Regions from separate parts of the Danio rerio genome. Here region 1 is linked to region 2. Evidence: chromatin contacts called from public Hi-C data. All regions are on one chromosome and are shown on one strand. Each heading gives the region's core, a stretch centred on a gene start, on an enhancer-like site or on the middle of the called end of the contact. The rest is flanking DNA. Distances are from core to core; before and after follow the strand shown.

Region 1 (3,908 bases), core at 958-3,457, 42 kb before region 2:
AGCTGTATAGAAGTGTCTTGAAAAATATCTAGTGAAATATTATTCACTGCCATCATGGCAAAGATAAAATAAATCAGTTATTAAAAGTGAGTTATTAAAACTATTATGTTTAGAAATGTGTTGAAAAATTTTTTCTCTCCGTTAAACACAAATTGGGGACAGGGGGCGAATAATTCAGGGGGGCTAAAAATTCTGACTTCAACTTTATATTTAAAAATTGTATAAATGCTGCACTATTTGGCAGTTTACATTCCATAATATATTTCATTAATATCACTGCTTTAAGATTTACTAGTAGTTTTAACTGTAAAAGTGTTTAAACAAAAATGGGGCTCCCAACGTTTTTTAGTACAGTACAAAAATGGTGCAAGCTTATTTGCCAATATTAGATGGAAGGCTCTGAAAAAGCTTATACATACACTCTCCTTAATAAAGCGGTTAAAAGAGGGCTTAAAACATCTATTCACCTAACATTTAAACATTATGGGAATGTCTCTCTCATCTACTTGTAATCTAGTCGACCAAGACATATCTTAAAACCAGTTGTAAACAAGGCCAAAGTGTTGAAAAATGTACAAACTCAAAAATAATAAACTAAATTTAACCCTGTATTAAGTATTGCCGTTCACTTAAAAAACGTATCTTAAAAGGTCAGTTTACACACAAATGTAAATTCTGTCAACATTTACAAGCCTCTGACTTCTTCCAAACCATCTGAGGTTTTTTCTGTTCAAAACAAAAGAAGATATTTTGAAGAATGTTGGAAACCGGCAACCATTGACTTCCATAGTCTTTGTTTTTCCAACTATGGATGTTAATAGTTACTGGTTTCTAAACATTCTTTAAAATATTTCTTTCATGTTCTACATAACAAAACAAAAATGGTTTGGAAGAAGTCAAGGGCGAGTAAATGAAATATAAATTATTTTTTAATGAACTATCCTTCTATGGAACTAATAATATGCCAAAACAATCTGAATTTAAATTGTGTTAATTTCAATTATTGACAATTGTAATTTAATAAATCAGAATTTTTATCTGACTTTTCGGTAATCATCTACACTTCACCGTTGATCACCCCTGACCTACTGTCTGCTGAATCTGAATTGCACAATCTGAATTTCTGGTTTTGAATTTTAGGTTATTGAATCAGTCTGAATTTCTTCATCTTGAAAACTTGAAACTTTACTTTTACAAACGGGACATCTGCAGTCGATGAGTTTGAAAATACGTCTATAAAAGAAAATCAGCCTTGAAAAACTCAGTTGTTTTTAATTTCAGATGTTCAATATTTAAGTTTTGAAATACAAATTCAAATTCATTCATAGATTTTCTAGTCGGCTTAGTCTCTCCATTAATCCGGGGACGCCACAGCGGAATGAACCGCCAACCCATCCAGCAAGTTTTTACGCAGCGGATGCCCTTCCAGCCGCAACCCATCTCTGGGAAACATCCACATACACATTCACACACACACTCATACACTACGGACAATTTAGCCTACCCAATCCACTTGTATCGCATGTCTTTGGACTGTGGGGGAAAATGGAGCACCCGGAGGAAACCCATGCGAAGGCAGGGAAAACATCCAAACTCCACACAGAAACGCCAACTGAGCCGAGATTCGAACCAGTGACCTTCTTGCTGTGAGGCGACAGCACTACCTACTGCGCCACTGCCTCGCCCAAATTCAAATTAAGAAATTCAAATTCAAAAGGATTTTTAATGTCATATGAAAATTCAGATTTGTCAATTGTCAATAATTCAAATTAACACAATTCAAATTCATATTGTTTTGGCATATTATTAACTCCCTATCCATCTAATACCAGGTGACAATGCCAAAGTAATCAAAAGCGGTCAGAAAAATCAGTAAAACCAGCATTAAATCTCATGAACAAAAACACATCTTACCAGTTGCAAACAGGGCCATTAATTTGCATTTCAAAACAACGAAATGCACCTACTTTAATGTTTAACCATTTCCACAATCTGTACTTACTGTTGCCTATTAGTAATCAGACCGCAAGCCTGTAAACACCTCAGTTCGACACAAAAAATGCACCTCATTCAACACTGTTGTGAAAGTTGGCATCGCATAACTGTCCGATCAATACATAAGGACAGCTAGAGTCCATCTTGCTGCTTTCTAACACAAACAAACCCCTCCGCCACAGCCAGATGGCGCTCTTTCCCCCTTTCCTTCCTGAACGGGCAATGGCGAAGGAAGAGGAAAAGCAACAAAGAGGCATCACTCACTCATCTCTTCCTCCATGTGCCAGACACAAATGCAAACAAAGCGTCTCAGTGCTGACCTGTGAAGCTGCTGTTCATTTCAGGAACCTCGTCATCATCCTCAGTCTCTGTAGGCACTATTCCAGCATTTTGCATCTCATTGTAGGACTTGGTGCGACGCGGGGTGGACGGCTGGGATCCGGGAAGGCTGTCTTGAAGAGCATCGCCAGTGATCACTTTGCCACTAGGGGGCTTAATAGGCGGCTTGGGTGTGCCATAATAGTTACCTAGAAACAAGAGGATATTGGCAGAATTCAAGGAAAGACATAGGGTGGATAGGATGATTCCAAAATAATAGTTGTCACTATATTTCCCCAGTTGATTGATTACATTATTTGATTTTTTTTAAATCCTATGTTTAAGTTTGCAAATGAGGAAGTGTTTTATTAAATATAAGATTTCATTTGTCAATTTTCATTTATTTTTTAACATGTTTGAGTCAAATTTCTTTTAGTGCCTCATAATTCAAAAAACACTGCAAACAGCCAGAAAAAGTGGAATTTGTAGAATAAAAATGTTGTACTGTAATACAGTTGAAGTCAGAATTATTAGCCCCCCTGTTTATTTTTTTATTCAATTTCTGTTTATTGATAAGAAGATTGTTTCAACACATTTCAAAACACTCGATTTTGAGAGTTTAGACCAGATTTATCATCCTCACATTTCAACTCATTTCTAATCACTGATTTATTTTATCTTTGCCATGATGACAGTAAATTATATTTTACTACATACTTTTAAAGACACTTCTATACAGCTTAAAGAGACATGTAAAGCCTTAACTAGGTTAATTAGGCAAATTAGGTTATTTTATAACGATGGTTTGTTCTGTAGACTATCGGAAAAATCTAAAGGGGTTAGTAATATTGTCCTTAAAATGGTTTTTAAAAAACTTATAACTGCTTTTATTCTAGCCTAAATAAAAAAAAGACTTTCTCCAGAAGAAAAAATATTATCACTCATCCTGTGAAAGTTTCTTTGCCCTGTTAAGCATCATTTAGGAATCAAAGGGGGACTAATGATTCGGACTTCCACCGTTTATAGAGGAATGAAAACATGGAATGAATGCCTTCAGACATTACATGCTTTGTAACAAGTAAAATGAGGCTTTAAAAAATTGTTGAAAAAATATTTAATAGCACAATATTAAGTGGATTGTTGATCTGGATGTTATGTATGAATTTGTTTTTTTGTTTGTTTTTATTGCACTTTGTTGTTATGAATTAATGTCATTTTGTTCTGTGCTCGATGGACCCCAGGAAGAATAGCTACCTTGTTAGTGGCTAATGGGGATCCTGATAAAAATAAAAATAAATAAATAAATAATAATATACAGGGTTTCTACAGGTTTCAAGTCAAATTTAAGACTATAATGAATAAAATTTCAGACTTACACAAGGGTAAATGCTGAAAAAAACTATTTTAAAGCCCAAAAGTTAAAGTTAAAATCTATTTTAAAAGCAAATGTTATTTTAGAGAAGATAATTAAACCATATTAATGATTAAATAGAGTTAATAAATAAACGCTTCTTAAAACTTTTATTGAAATATATTATTAGTGACTTGATGGGTGTTTGGTATAGCTTTACATAAACATAGGTAAATTAAGACCT
Region 2 (4,188 bases), core at 978-3,477:
GGACATCTGGATTCATAGCTCACACAAGGACATTTTGCATTAGTAGCAGTTTATTTTAAGTCCATCTGTTTCAATGAAAGGCATATTTGTCGGCTTTCTCGAGAAGAAACAACGCAAGAAATTTTTTGATCCATTCATGATTCATTACATTCAAGTGCCATGTTTTTAAGTTTTGTAAATAGTTTAAAAAAACTATTCAGTAGGATGAAAATATTTTTTTATGATGAAACAATAATAATAGTTATATTTACTATTATTATTATTGTCGATATATACAATAGACATCAGAATTATTAGCCCCCCTTTGAATTTTTTTTCTCTTTTAAATAATTGCCAAATCATGTTTAACAGAATTCTTGAGATTTCATTGGGACAACTTAATTTGTCCCCATGAAATTATCATTTATTATTTATTATTATTTATTACAACTTAATTTATCCAGATAAACTTGTTAAAAGTGTTAAGTTAACTTAATCAATTTGTGCTGGGACAACTTGAATAAATTGTGTGGAATCCTGCATTTTTTTTACAGTGTAATTAGCCTAGTTAAGCCTTTAAATGTCACTTTAAGCTGTATAGAAGTATCTTGAAAAAATATCTAGCAAAATATTATTTTCTGTCATCATGGCAAAGAATAAAATAAATCAGTGATTATAAATGAGTTATTAAAACTATTACGTTTAGAAATGTGTTGAAGAAATCTTTTCTCCATTAAACAGAAATTGGAGAAAAAAATTAAAAGGGGGGCTAATAACTGACTTCAACTGCATTTAACATGTAACACTAAACTTTTAAATATATTATATTAAAACATGAATTGAAAAGATATAACACAACTGTAAACATAATATAAAATAATTAGTAATAATGTTAATAGTAATAGTTGGCTAGACATTACTGCATTAGATGCACGTCTATTACAGATGCTGTTAAACACAAAGAAAAAAATGTATAAATAAATAAATGCATACATATAGTCAAATAATAATACATAACAGTAATAATAACAATGGCTGCCCATAATTGTATAATTATGTATTTATATACACGTATATAAGAATTGTCTAAACAACAAAAATAATATAATTAATGAAAAATAATAAATAAGTGATGAGCAATTTGAAAATATTAGTGAAACCATTACTGCATTGTTTGTGCAAATAATTGACAGTGCTTTTAAAAATACTCAAAAGTGTCTCTGTTAATGTTTTCAAACAATTATATTTGGTTTACCAAAATCACACAAGTGCCAATTTCACATCGGTCACATCCAAAACAGCTTTTCCCAACATAAAATCAATCAGCTTTGTTCTATAGTGAGTCAACTCTTATCCTTTTGATTGGCATTATTTCTTTTGGGTTGTACAGTTTAAGAATTTCTACAAAATATATTGTATACTGTCAACTCCGTAACTTTGTTCATCACATCCATAACCCATGTTTAAAAATATAATTCAGAATGTCATGATTCGCATTATTTAAAAAATTACTTTGTATAGTTTTTATTCTACATTCAGAAAATTATTTAATGAGTGCAAAGCATGACCTTCTGAATTATAATATTGACAAGATTAACACAACAAAAAATTGTTTAAAAACTGCGAGCGTACAGTGCAAACTTTATTACCTCATTAAAAATATTGAAAAAATGTTTACAGATTAATATTTTTCTGCTTCCATAACTCTGTGTTTAGTTGTTTAGGAAAGTATAAACCGATGTTTCAATATAATGCTATCATATACTTTCTCTGTCAATTTATGTTTTGAATGTTGTTATGTTGGAATTGCTCTAATACATTGATGAGCCAGACATAACTGTTTATTATATACATAAAAGAACAACCCCAATAACCATTGTTATAATAAATACAATTATTATTATTATATGAATGTAAATTATTTGGTAAACCAAAAAAAAATTATTACAATTAAATTATGTTGCCTGAAAAAACAGAACAAACCAAAAAACATTATGACAGAATGTATGACTGAGAATTCGGAATCAAGTATTCCTTGATAACTCTCTGAATAAAAATAAAAATACAATCATTGTTACTGATCCAATAACACGGATTTGACTCAGTTCACAGTAACACTGACTCATGTCATGATTCAATAGACCTTCGTCAGTGTAGACGCACATAATGACAGCTGACTCTTCCTCTGTATCTGCAATTGCATTAGTGACACACAGTCCAGTCTCAGGGTCACATGCCTTTATTGTTACTCTCCTACACCCCCAACGCAAACACACATTTCTGCACACACTCCCAGCCACTGGCCACCTGGTGAGGCCACTATCAGCCCGGGCCATCAATGCACAAAAGAGACAGCTGCACCCCTCCACATTGGCCATGCATGAACACAACTGACCCTCACATTCATGAGCTCTGATCAATCCTGACTCATCGCTGTCATGTTCACCAGCTCCACGTCATGTACGATTATCAGGTAATTGACAGAAAGACGCCGGCTGCTCCATTAAAATGGATATTAAAACGCATGTGCTCTCATCATGTTAGCACCCCATCGAAACTAGCCGCTAGTTAAGAATAAGAAGTGCAAATGGGATACATTGTAATAATATCTGTTAATTAACAGTTTACGTACTTTGTGTTTTCCTTTTATTTACGCTTGTGAATTGAATTAGGAGATCTTGATCTCTGCTCTGTCCACTTTTGATGTTGAAGAATTCAACTTTACAGTTTAACAAAGTGACTTTTTATTGACATGTCTGTAGTTTGGGATAAGATATTGTTTAAGAAAAAATATATAGAGAACCAAGTTTGTAGAATAACAGAAAATGTACTGGCAACTTATTACCAGGTTCTTGCAGCATAATAAACAACACAGACCCAGACAATCTATCACTTTAAGCTATTAAAAATGTTCATAAAAGTCACTTTTTCAAACTTTTGAAAAGTCCAATAATCAGGGCTTGACATTAACTTTTTTGACCACCAGCCGCTGTGGCTAGTAGTTTTCCAACGTTACTAGCCACTTGCCATTTTCACTAGCCACAATTTTGTTGTTGGGAAATTATAAGTTGTTTTCAATCATGTTCTGGTGATGTGCAAAATTCAGGTAGAGGGCAGGAGGTAAAAAACTGAATGAGAGACATAGTGAAAAGTCTGTATGTTTGCGATTTATATCATATTTATAAATAGGAAATAAGCACATATGCTGAGCATGATCCTTATATCATTAAGAGGGCTGAGTTTCCTACTGAACTAATATTTGCCTGTCATCGAGGTGGCATATACTGTATAAGCTATAACGTTAACGTTACATGAAAAATACTATAGTAAATACTAGTGTTTGGAAGTATACTATAATTACATGAAGCTGTCATAGTAATTATATTGTAGCTGTGGTACAAAACAACTGTAGTAATGAACAAATTATTCAATAGGCTTCAGTGTTGTATGCTTTAATTTTACACCATCACAATGCTCCACAGTTTCCACTAACAATATTTATTACAGTTTATCGGTTTACTGTTATACAGTGTTCTGTAACATTCATTAACAAAGAATTGTACACATTAAACACTCTATGCCTTTGACGGTGCAGAATGTTTCGTCGACATTATGGGGTTTGTTGAGGAGAAAACTGGCAAACATACAGTACAGCACTTCAGAGTCACACTGCTGGCGATCGAAGATTTATGCCAATTTAGCAAGATGAATGCATTCTGTACTGTACGGGAGACATGAAATGGAGGAGATTGATTGACAATGGTCTACAGCCAATCAGGACACAGCCGATCATTGATCAGCTAATCAGGAGCCAGAACACAATGAACTGTTAAAAAAAAAAAAAAGCATGTCAAATTGCACACCAAAAAAAATCGGACACTGCGAGACCGCGAAAGCTGAACCACTTTATGGCAAAGGACCACTGCATATGTGCAAATAAGCAGCCCCAAGGATGTCAGATGTAAGAAAAAAAAAGTTGTAAAAAAATGTTTAACATTAATAATAATAAGTAATGTTTCAACAGATCACCATATTTGGTTCATTACTAAAGGTTCATGAATTACATTTAAACGTATTAACATAAACTGTTAGCAATTTCCTGTAGAACAGCAGCAGTTCACCGGTAACTTACTGAAAATCAATTACAGCACAAATACGGTATTTGTCGACACCAGTGGTGTAGTGGTTAGTGTGTCGACACATGGGGCT

What was found. A called contact is a pair of places that touch in the nucleus more often than the background predicts.
Region 1: a contact with region 2 is called in a Hi-C map of an unstated tissue, with 2.1 times the contacts expected there. The contact joins two enhancer-like sites. A contact is called at or near these places in 1 of 18 Hi-C or Micro-C datasets (an unstated tissue) and 1 of 4 datasets of contacts at active chromatin or transcription factors (gastrula embryo).

Annotation. Positions count from the first base shown.
Region 1 is chr11:21,110,235-21,114,142 of GRCz12tu, reverse strand. It overlaps magi1b (membrane associated guanylate kinase, WW and PDZ domain containing 1b), which reads right to left. Exons shown (of 22, transcript NM_001007063.2): 4 at 2,316-2,522. Among named protein-coding and RNA genes, the nearest start is that of rhol, 78 kb to the left of the region's middle. Within about 2 kb of position 2,207, at least 21 of the 62 cell types and tissues checked have an H3K27ac peak or open chromatin away from gene starts, as enhancers often do.
Region 2 is chr11:21,067,845-21,072,032 of GRCz12tu, reverse strand. All of the region lies in intron 2 of magi1b (membrane associated guanylate kinase, WW and PDZ domain containing 1b), which reads right to left. Among named protein-coding and RNA genes, the nearest start is that of magi1b, 100 kb to the right of the region's middle. Within about 2 kb of position 2,227, at least 6 of the 62 cell types and tissues checked have an H3K27ac peak or open chromatin away from gene starts, as enhancers often do.